2 separate regions of the Astyanax mexicanus genome follow, and region 2 is linked to region 1. A link is a contact called in public Hi-C data. All regions are on one chromosome and are shown on one strand. Each heading gives the region's core, a stretch centred on a gene start, on an enhancer-like site or on the middle of the called end of the contact. The rest is flanking DNA. Distances are from core to core; before and after follow the strand shown.

Region 1 (4,977 bases), core at 1,107-3,606:
AAAACTGACATTGTGATATCTTGTTATTATATATATATATATATATATATATATATATATATATATATATATATATATATATATATATATATATATATATATATATCCACACACACACACATATATGTTATATATATATATTTGTTATTTGTAAGTAAGGTCAGGATAACACCTACACCTTATGTCAAACTCCCTGACTCATAACAAAAGTACTGGATGGAGCACCTTCATTCCACAGCTCAATGCTAGACACGATATATTGCGATATATATATAGCAATATATTTTTTTAATCATTTTTTTCCTACAGACATCAATGATTTAACATATAAAAGACTGGAGTAAACAAATACAATCTACCTTTTGTAGATATATTATGAAAAATGAGAATCACTTTTCAAAAATCCCAGGTATCTATATTTGCATGTCCTGCTATGCAGCCCTAGTTTGTTTGCTGTGTAAAACCACGTTTTTGAAGCTTATGCAGACTCTCCTCGTCTATTAAACAATAGTAAAAGAAAATAACTGGTGCTGTGTCGAGATCTGACCTCTCTTTGTGCATCTGTGCATTAAGCAGCAGTATGGGCACAATAGATTATACTGGTGACTCCTATGCCTACTCTAACTGTAGACTAACCTTTAATTATAAACAGAAATAAAAGCAATCCGAGGGTAATGTCTTAAACTATTTCTGATGTGTGATGGATGTGCAATTGAATGGAGTCCTGCAGGGAGGCAGAATTCTGTACAACCCCTTGAAGGACAACTCATCAAATTCACAACATGCCAACCTCTAAACCACACCCTCTTGTCTTTGCCACAGTTCTTAGTGTGCTCACTAACCTGCAGTGTAAAAATGAAACCACATGTATACAGTAAACTTTGGTTAAAATCTTGCTTTTAACATTCAGGTGTAAAAGTTCAGCATTTCATTACTAATGTTGAGTTTCTTTATCTCTTCTCTTTAAGCTTTATTTTGTCTAAACAACAGAGAGCCTGCAGTCATCCCATTTTCCTGAGCATCTTGATTTAAGAACACTAGCTCACTCTGGTGAGTAGGGCACTCATTGCTCTACTGCAGTCAAGCTACGATGACAATGCTGAATAAGAACCTTTTTAATCTGTCTGGCTTCATTCACTCCTCAAGGACCTTTATGATTATGTTAATCCCCTGTCAGTGGGCCTTAAAGAGGATGGTCGAACCAGTTTATACTTAAGCTCAACAAATAAAAGCAGTCTCAAATTAACCTTCATCAATGACAAACTAGCCAAGCTAATCATATACAACTCTGTCTCAATGAACAATATTTTGTACTTTTTGACGTCAACAAAGAAATTACACAGTTACAGCACCAGGACATGGACTCCCCATGGCTTCTAAAGGTGTCCGGTGATATCTGGCACCATATCTTGGCAAGATGTTAGAAGCAGATCATGTGTATGTTGTGAGATGAAGCCTCAATAGATTGTATTTCCTTGGACTTTCAACAAATCATCTTCAAGAACTGACTGTTTACTTTTTTAGTTAAAACCTACATTTTATAGGTTTTTAATGTTATGGTAGATCTAAATAAGACCTTTACAGTCAGGTACCACTTTCCTGCGTGAACCCTGAGTGATTTAATTTATGAATATAGCGACACTAAGTGTCCAACAGTTTGTAGACACCCTTTTAATTAATGCATTTAGCTCACAGAGATGTGCAAATGCACACACACAGATTGTCTAGTTCCTGTAGAGGTCAATATGGCCAATAGAATTGGACTCCTTGGAGCAGATTAAACATGACCCCATTGCCACAAAGTTTAATGCCAGGTGGGGGCATCCCATACGTTTGGGACAAGCTGGGGAGTGGCGGATTAAGTGGGGCATTTATTTACCGAACTGTTGAGCAAACAATGCTCTTAATGCTCTTAAATTCTCAGAGCAATACTCCAAAATCTAGCAGAAAGCCATTTCTGGATAGTTGACACAATTATTTAAAAAAAAAAAAGTAAGGTAAACTCTTTCAAATACCCTTAATTTCAGAGGAAACACTGAAATGAGATGTCCTGATACTAATCCATCTATAGTGTTAGTTCAGCTGTTAGTATTTGTTAGTTCAGCTGTTTCAATGTTATGTTTTCTATGCTTTTGGCTTCTATCTCTCCATTGGCCTTCTAGTGGTATTCACACACTGTTGATCACATGTGATCACTGAACACTGCAGTGTGACGTAAGTAGGTGTAGATACATGCAGGTGAAGTTTTGCATGTTGTGGTTTGTATTGAAGAGATAAACTCTTTGTGGGCTTTACCGTGTGGTTTGAGATGCTGAGGGAGGTGGCGGCCCGAGCCTCTTCCATTTACTCCACTGGAGCTCTTGTTACTGCCTCTGCATCCCCGACTCAGCTTCTGACTACGACGTTCTCCGGGGCTACTGCCAGGATCTGAAAAAAAAGAGAGCGAGAAAGAGGATGAACTCAAGGTTTTTCTTTCTCAGTACGGGACTAGCAGAGGTACCGGTCTTATATTTAAGAACAGTACAGACAATAATGCTAATTGTGTTCTGACTGCTAGATCTGTGAATGTATTTGAAGCAAACAGAAGATCAGGGAAGCCTGAAGTGGAAAATAACAGATAGATATTATACATCAGTAACTGATTAAAGACATGATGGACAAATACAGGCTTTTTCACAAACATAAGGTCAAGTATTACTGATGAAGCTAGAAAAGTTGACAACCCTAATCTCAGATGATTTAGTATCTACACTCATATCAGCTACAATTCTACCTGCCATCCAAAATGCACAGTGTGTTCTGCTAACGGAGGCCTCCTAGGTACCTGTGCAGTCTCTTCTCATCTCAAAACTCATCTACTGCAACTCACTCCTGGCAGACCTTCCTATGTGTGCCATCAGCCCCCTGCAACTAGTTCAGAATGCGGCAGCTAGACTCATCTTTAAACCTTCTAAAGTTTAGCAGTATCACCCTCTTGCTATGTACCCTTCACTGGCTTCCAGTAACAGCCTGCATCATATAAAAAACCCTGACACCAGCATACAAAAAAAGCCAAAACTGTTCCAGCCCTAGTTCCCTGAAGCCAATTCTCCAAACCCAATCTGTACCTTGAGCCCTTCATGCTCTGAGTATGTTGACCCCTCAGGGTGCATTGAAGACAAGCATCCTGGCTATTCTCTGTCTGGTCACCATGGTAGAGGAATGAACTTCTGGACCTTGAGGCCTTAAATGTCAGCTTCTTTTGTGAGCACTTATTAAAGAACTATATTGCCAGAATGCCAAATATTTATATAAATATATATTTATATATATTTTAAATCCATATGGTGTACTATGATGTTGGTTTAGCTTTTGCAGCTAGAACAGATCCAGCTCTTCAGGTAAAACTTTCCACAAGGTTTAGGAGTGTGTTTATGGGACTATTTGAGCATTCTTCCAGAAGTGCATGTGTGTGGCTCCAAACCCAGACTTCCCAGATGTCCATCAGACTGCCAGGCTCCACTTCTCTAGACACCAGTGGGAGTGTGCTTTACACCAATGCAGTTGCTCAGCCATGTACACCCATGTCATAAAGCTCTTTGTGCACTGTTCTTAAGCTAACCTGAGGTCATAAAATCTGAAGGCCTGTAGCGAATGAATCTGCAAAAAGTAGGCAAAATAGTTTCTGGTAGTAGTAGAGCTCCAGAGCCTAGAATGCTGTGTCCATCAATACTAGACTTATATGATCCAAGTTAATGACTAAGCAGTGGGTAAGGGTGTCTGCCAAATGCCATACATGTGATGTAATGTCTATGTGTCCAACTAAGAAAATGCATCTACTGTTTACCAGGTCCTTCAACATTCTTTAGCTATTACACTGATGTTTTTTTTTTTTTTTCAGTTAGCATGGTGTGTGCATTCTATTCCCATGTGTTTGTGCGGAAGTGAAAAGTATGAGGTTTAAGTTAAGGTTTGTAAGGTTTCTAAAATGTGTCATGGTCAACAGAAAAGTGACCCTGAAACCGGCTATGACTCAAGAGAGAACTTGAAGCAACCTTCGTGTAAGCCATCTTGTTCCTCTCTGGAAAAAAGTTATCTTCACTGGTTTACTGTAAGTGAAATGAGGCACTTGTGGAAATGTTTTGACTTGTTGTGTAATGCCTTGCATCTGAGGTTTATAATTCAGTCATAAATCCCAAATGTACAAACTCCTGTGGATTTTTTGGTCACTTGGTTTATCTAAATATAAGGAGTTCCTTATATTTATCTTATCTTAGGGCCTATGTAACTGACGTTAATTATGGCGGCAATAAAGTTACGAAACTGACTTTATAATAGGGGGGTTTATAAGTTATATTTGATAAATTTGATATTTGGTCATGTGACACTGAGTAATGCTCAAACCCCCTCAGTAAAAACACGGTGGGAGAAAATTTCAAGAGCAATGTCCCATGAGTTTAATGGACTAAAAGAATGTAAACAGATTTCTAATCTCAGACCAGCCAGAGGAAAATAGCAGATAATTAGAGCTGGCTATTTTTACTACCATGGTTTCACCACAAGATGAGAATGGCTCTCACAAGAATTAGAATAGAAAAAAAAAAAAAAAAGAGATTACACATGTCCCACGCTTCACTGTTCACTGCTAAAACAAGGATGAAGCCTATCCCTCATAAACAAATAAATGACTGTATTCCAAATATAAAACGTTTCCAAAATATGAGATGTTCCAGAGCAGACTCACATGACCCACTGGCATCACAGAGAAGCCTATTTAGCCCCTGAGCATTAGACTTTGTTAGGGAGCATATCTTGCTCATCTCGTTTCTTTTTCGTGTACCACCAACTAATACCTATGGGATGAACTGGGGTGCCATTAGTGATCCAGAATTAATCTTCCAACCTCAGAACCTGACCTCACTAATCCTGTTGTGGTTGAACACAGTTCAATCCTTACCACAATGTTCCAACAACTAGTCTGAATCTGTTTCCAGATGA
Region 2 (4,977 bases), core at 744-3,243, 37 kb after region 1:
CCATGAAGAATTACATTGTGGGTTCAGGGACTTGGGTTGGTGGTCTGTCTGAAGATTCCTGCTAGTTTTTGATTAGATCCTCAATTACAGAGTTTCAGCCTGAGGTGACAGCTTCAGCCTTGGTTTCTAGACGCCACCCTCACCCCAACGCGCTCACATGCACACACTAATTGTCAGTGTGCATCAAGCTTTCTGGCCTCTAGGTTTCCAGGCTGGTCATGTCAATGCTAATTCAAACAGTCAGAGTTAACACTGTGACCTCTTCCACCTGTCACCACTCCTTTATTCCCTCTCCAAGTCCTCCGGAGGGTCTTCTGTTTTTCCTTTCCCCATCATATACCCTTCACCTTTCATATCAGTACACTGCTGCTGTCATATAAAAATTATGGATGTCCTGGTCCTTTTTTTGTCCTCCGATCCTATCCTTGTGTTGAATACCAAACTGAATATGAAAGAGACAAAAACATGTACCTCAGACACTCTTTTCTGTTCCAGCAGAAACAAGAATACAGCTGTAAAACGAGCCTATTGCAAAACTCCAAAACTGTTACATAACAGTCTTGACCTATTATATTACCTCCCCTAAAATTACATAAACCCAGCCCATCAGAGAAAGCTCTAGTAAAAGCCGACTAACAGTACAAGATGCCACTCATTTTTAGAAGAATATTGTGTTGTTGATACTGGACCACAGTCCATCATTACCTTCACACTTTGCAAGCTATAGAAATTGCAAGTAAGCTAAATAGATACAATGCCTACAACTTGTTAAGAGCACATCCAAGGTTAGAGGTCCTGCATAACGCTCCATATCTCAAAAACTTTTCCACTGCTCCAAAGCCCAGTGCTAGAGACATTATGGGCCCTATGTTATACCCTGCGCAAGGCTATAAATAGCTCATTGCTATCTTACATACTGCTCTAACACTCTACCTTTACTGCTTGTGCCTGCATCGTTTCAATAGCAACGGCACTTGTAAATAAATGCCAATTTATGCCAAAGGGGTGGTTTAGGGATATTTCTGGTGTATTGCTATCTTGGCAATGGAAAACACAGGTGTGCCACTAACTGAAAGCAACCTAGGCAGACGTCAACAGTAAGCCATTGTAATCTTGGCAGGGATTTGTCAACAAGCACGTCCCCAATGCACACACAAGCCTGCTAGTTACAGGGAAATCATACTTTTAACATAAAGTCCTACTTTGCCTGTTGCTACGATTATAAAGACACACTGACACGCCCTAAACCAAGCTGTGTGGTTGAAGATACGCATACAGATTGCTAAAATGGGGCCCTATACCACTCTAGCCAGTGACTGGCTTGGCATTGGGCACACTGATCGCACAGATCATCCCATTCTACTGCTATTGTATAGCAGTTCTCTATGGTGATTATATTAGCTGTGTACACAACAATTGTAATGTCTGTGTGAAAGACAGTGTCTCTTTCTAAAGGTCCCTTCACAACAAGTTTTTGTTTGTCTGATGTAAAAATGAATAAGATTTTTAACATAGTGGAAACTCCACACAGAGACTAACAGAATTTTGCCATTTGTGCTCTATAAATGGGGATAGATATAATTCTCTAACACAGTGTAGCAGTCTATCAGTTTCAGACTGTGGAAGATAACATTAATTTATGTGTTTATTGTTTTTAAAACATGAAGTGAGCTTTTTTTCTTCTGACAAAAGCAGACTCTGCTCGAAAGAGCTTTAAGCTGTAAGAGTATTGACCAATCTGACCAACTTCTCCATCGAACAATCTGCGAGTGCTCAGAGAAAATCACGAGTGTGTCAAGTTTTGTCATGTTTGTCAAAATGCAGTAGGTGCAGTCTTCTGGAAGTAAAGCCAGAAAGATGGTGGGGGTTGGCAGTAAACACTGCCACAGGCCGGGCGTTAAAGGCTGCGATTAATCACAGATTCCTTCAGCAGAGCACAGTTCTCCACTGGCCTCCTGCTCCTTTAGAGTGATGACTACTCAGCCTATAGGGACTCTGCTCAAACTCCTCAATCAGCGGACCCTCAGGGGCCCCATCACAGCCTGCCACATGCTGCCTTACACATCAGCGCATAAACAGAAGGGAAATATGCAGCTTTGGTTGATTACATTTTTCCAGAGGTATAGTGAAGCATGCAGACTGGCCTGTGCAGTAGAGTCAGGTCAGAGATCTGGAATTTGCAGTTGTTTATGAATTTCATCACTGATATTCATCTCTGTGCTGAGAATGGTGGAGTATCATTAATATCCAGACAGAGAGCAATGGGGTGCTTTAGAAAGCCATTAGTGAGTGTAGTCGGAGTGCAGTATGTACATACTAATAAACACACATGTTCCTTTACTCACTTCCTTACACACACACACACACACACACACACACACACACTAGTTGCACTGCACACAGTTAATTACCAACCAAATAAAAGAGCCATGAAAAGGCAGTTAACATGCTGTCTTCTGTTTCATTAACATTTATTTAGTGAGAGTAGAAGCAGATTTACATCCTGATTTCTGCCATAACAATGCTGCTGCAGACTCAGTTAAACTCAATTGGCTGACATCAGGAACATGCTGTCTCTCTTTTTAACACAAAGTGGTGAAAGACATAGTTTAGATGAAGATATAGTATAGAAAACATCAAAAATAAGACAAGCATGCTTTACGATGCCTTCAAACTTACATTGTTTATCAAAGAACCAAAATTTGTCATACCAAAAGAAACAGTCTCGAATCTCAGAATATAAGAACCTAGGTTTTTGCTTGGTTGGTTCAGATGTTTGAAACATTTATAGAACATTAAGGCAAACCTTTAAACAAAAGAAGAAAAAAAGAACTGGTGTTGTGCCAAATTGAAGAAAGATTACATATTTCCTATGTTTTATGGAACTTGTTTTTGTTGCATCACCGATTTGTTTTACCAAACAATCAAACAGTCAATGAATAACAAGCACACAAACATGCACAGACACAAACTATTTTATTAATGTGAAGCACCATAAACCATTTGAGTACCTATACTAAATGTATTCCACCTCTTGTGGAGAATCTTCAGCCTGCTAAACATCAGTGAGTCAATGAGTCAATGAATGAAGTACTTTGGATACAACCAACTATGAACTCTTGGTTTTCCACTCACGGAGGATCGAACCTGCAGTATCCAGATGAGAAGTCCAATGCTTAGATGGAACATTAAGCGTTATATAAGGGTTTTACTGCAGGTTACAAGGCTATAACAATGGCAAAACAGTATTTAACTGCAATATAGCAAGTTATTGTAGCATAGTGGGTAATAACATTGCCCTCCTCTGTGCCAGACTAGAGATTGATTGTCTGGCTGAGCCAGAGGACAAGCGCGCCAGTCACTCTGGATAAGAGTATCAGACAAATGCAGTAACTGTTAAGTAAATTCTGCTCACAGATTTAACAATGTGATACATACCTCTGAGCTTAGACTGTACTGCACACAGAAACATACACGACCCATATTAGGACATTACCTAGCTACCTCACCACTGGCACACACACACACATATAAACCTTGTAAAACAGAAAAGCACATGTGCACGCGAACACACACACACACACACACACACACACACACACACACACACACACACAAACACACACACACACACACACACAAACACACAAACACACACACACAAACACAGAACTCTGCTGGTCGGAATTCTTCTGTCGGACAGATCTGTGTGGGTGAGAGAACCAAAAGGCAGATGAAACTGTTCCCTACTGGCGGCCAACACAGCCCAGTCCAAATCAATACACAAGCCCAGTGGAAAAGAACAGAGCTGACACCAGCACTGCACTGAAGCTTTCAACCTTCACCCAAAGGAGAACAGCAGGCCTTTAATTAGTGGGAAAACAAAGTTTACAGAAAGGTGTACACACCTTGAATCACTTTAAAACAGTCCAATTACACAATTAGACAGTACAATTATGTGTTTAAAAGGCTTATTTTATTTTAAAAACTATAATCATTCCCATCATGATGCATTTATTTCTCACGCAGACATCTACGTAAATGATCACAGTTTGTTTTGATTAGACACTGGTCTTAATACAAGACGGCTAAAACAATCTTAGAGGTTACCTTTGGGTTGTCAACTTCCTGGTGAGGGATCACTGAGTGCTAGAAATGCCTTTATGATGCACTTGAAGACATTTTTCCCAGCTGACACAGTCTGAGAGGGGGTGCACTATAATTACACTATAAAAAGAGGATGGCTGTGTCAATTAATAACCTACCACCTAGGCCATCTGCCAGTCAGGCAGTTTGATTTGCAGTGGTGTTCTGAACAAAAAACCTGGACTGCTTTTTTAGCAACAAATCCAGGTTATTTTTTGGATCCAATGGCAGTCAGGTTCAAGTATGGAGGCTTTGTGGTGAGCACTTTGATCCTACCTTTGCAGTTAAGTGAAACCCTGCCTCTACTTCTACTGTGATGATCATATGACAGTCAGTTACCCCTAGTTATGAAATGAGGCACAGTGCTATCTCCAAGTTATGTGAAGAACCTGCTGCCACAGGTGTTGCCTCTAATAGCAGGGCTTCTAACTGGTATTTTTTTAGCAGTATAATGCTCCTTCCTTGGCCTGACTGTTCAGCATCAATTAAGCATTTCTGGGACCAGCTGGGATGCCAACTTTGCAGGATCTACAGGCCCAGCTGTGGGCAAATATGCTGCAGGATGCCTTTCATGCTAATTTTGTAAATCACTTACATATATTATTATTACATTCACACCTATGAGGCTTTTTTGATTCTAACAAATCCTTATTTTGCAAATATGCCATCCAGATGCATTCACTATATACAGTCTATGAATGGAAACACATAATGACTCTGACAAGCAGGTAAGAGTGAGACGACGGACATAAATGCAGGTATCAAATATTTCTTAAACAAAGAATATAAAAAGAAAAAAAAGCAGAAAACAAACACGGGAAACAAAACAAA

Evidence for each region. A called contact is a pair of places that touch in the nucleus more often than the background predicts.
Region 2: a contact with region 1 is called in a Hi-C map of muscle, with 5 times the contacts expected there. The contact joins two enhancer-like sites. A contact is called at or near these places in 2 of 3 Hi-C or Micro-C datasets (both in muscle).

What each region holds. Positions count from the first base shown.
Region 1 is chr9:18,077,160-18,082,136 of AstMex3_surface, forward strand. It overlaps fgd4a (FYVE, RhoGEF and PH domain containing 4a), which reads right to left. Exons shown (of 18, transcript XM_022679603.2): 3 at 2,296-2,427. Among protein-coding and RNA genes, the nearest start is that of nup205, 49 kb to the left of the region's middle. Within about 2 kb of position 2,357, the one cell type or tissue checked has an H3K27ac peak away from gene starts, as active enhancers do.
Region 2 is chr9:18,114,093-18,119,069 of AstMex3_surface, forward strand. The region is part of intron 1 of fgd4a (FYVE, RhoGEF and PH domain containing 4a); the gene reads right to left. Among protein-coding and RNA genes, the nearest start is that of fgd4a, 21 kb to the right of the region's middle. Within about 2 kb of position 1,994, the one cell type or tissue checked has an H3K27ac peak away from gene starts, as active enhancers do.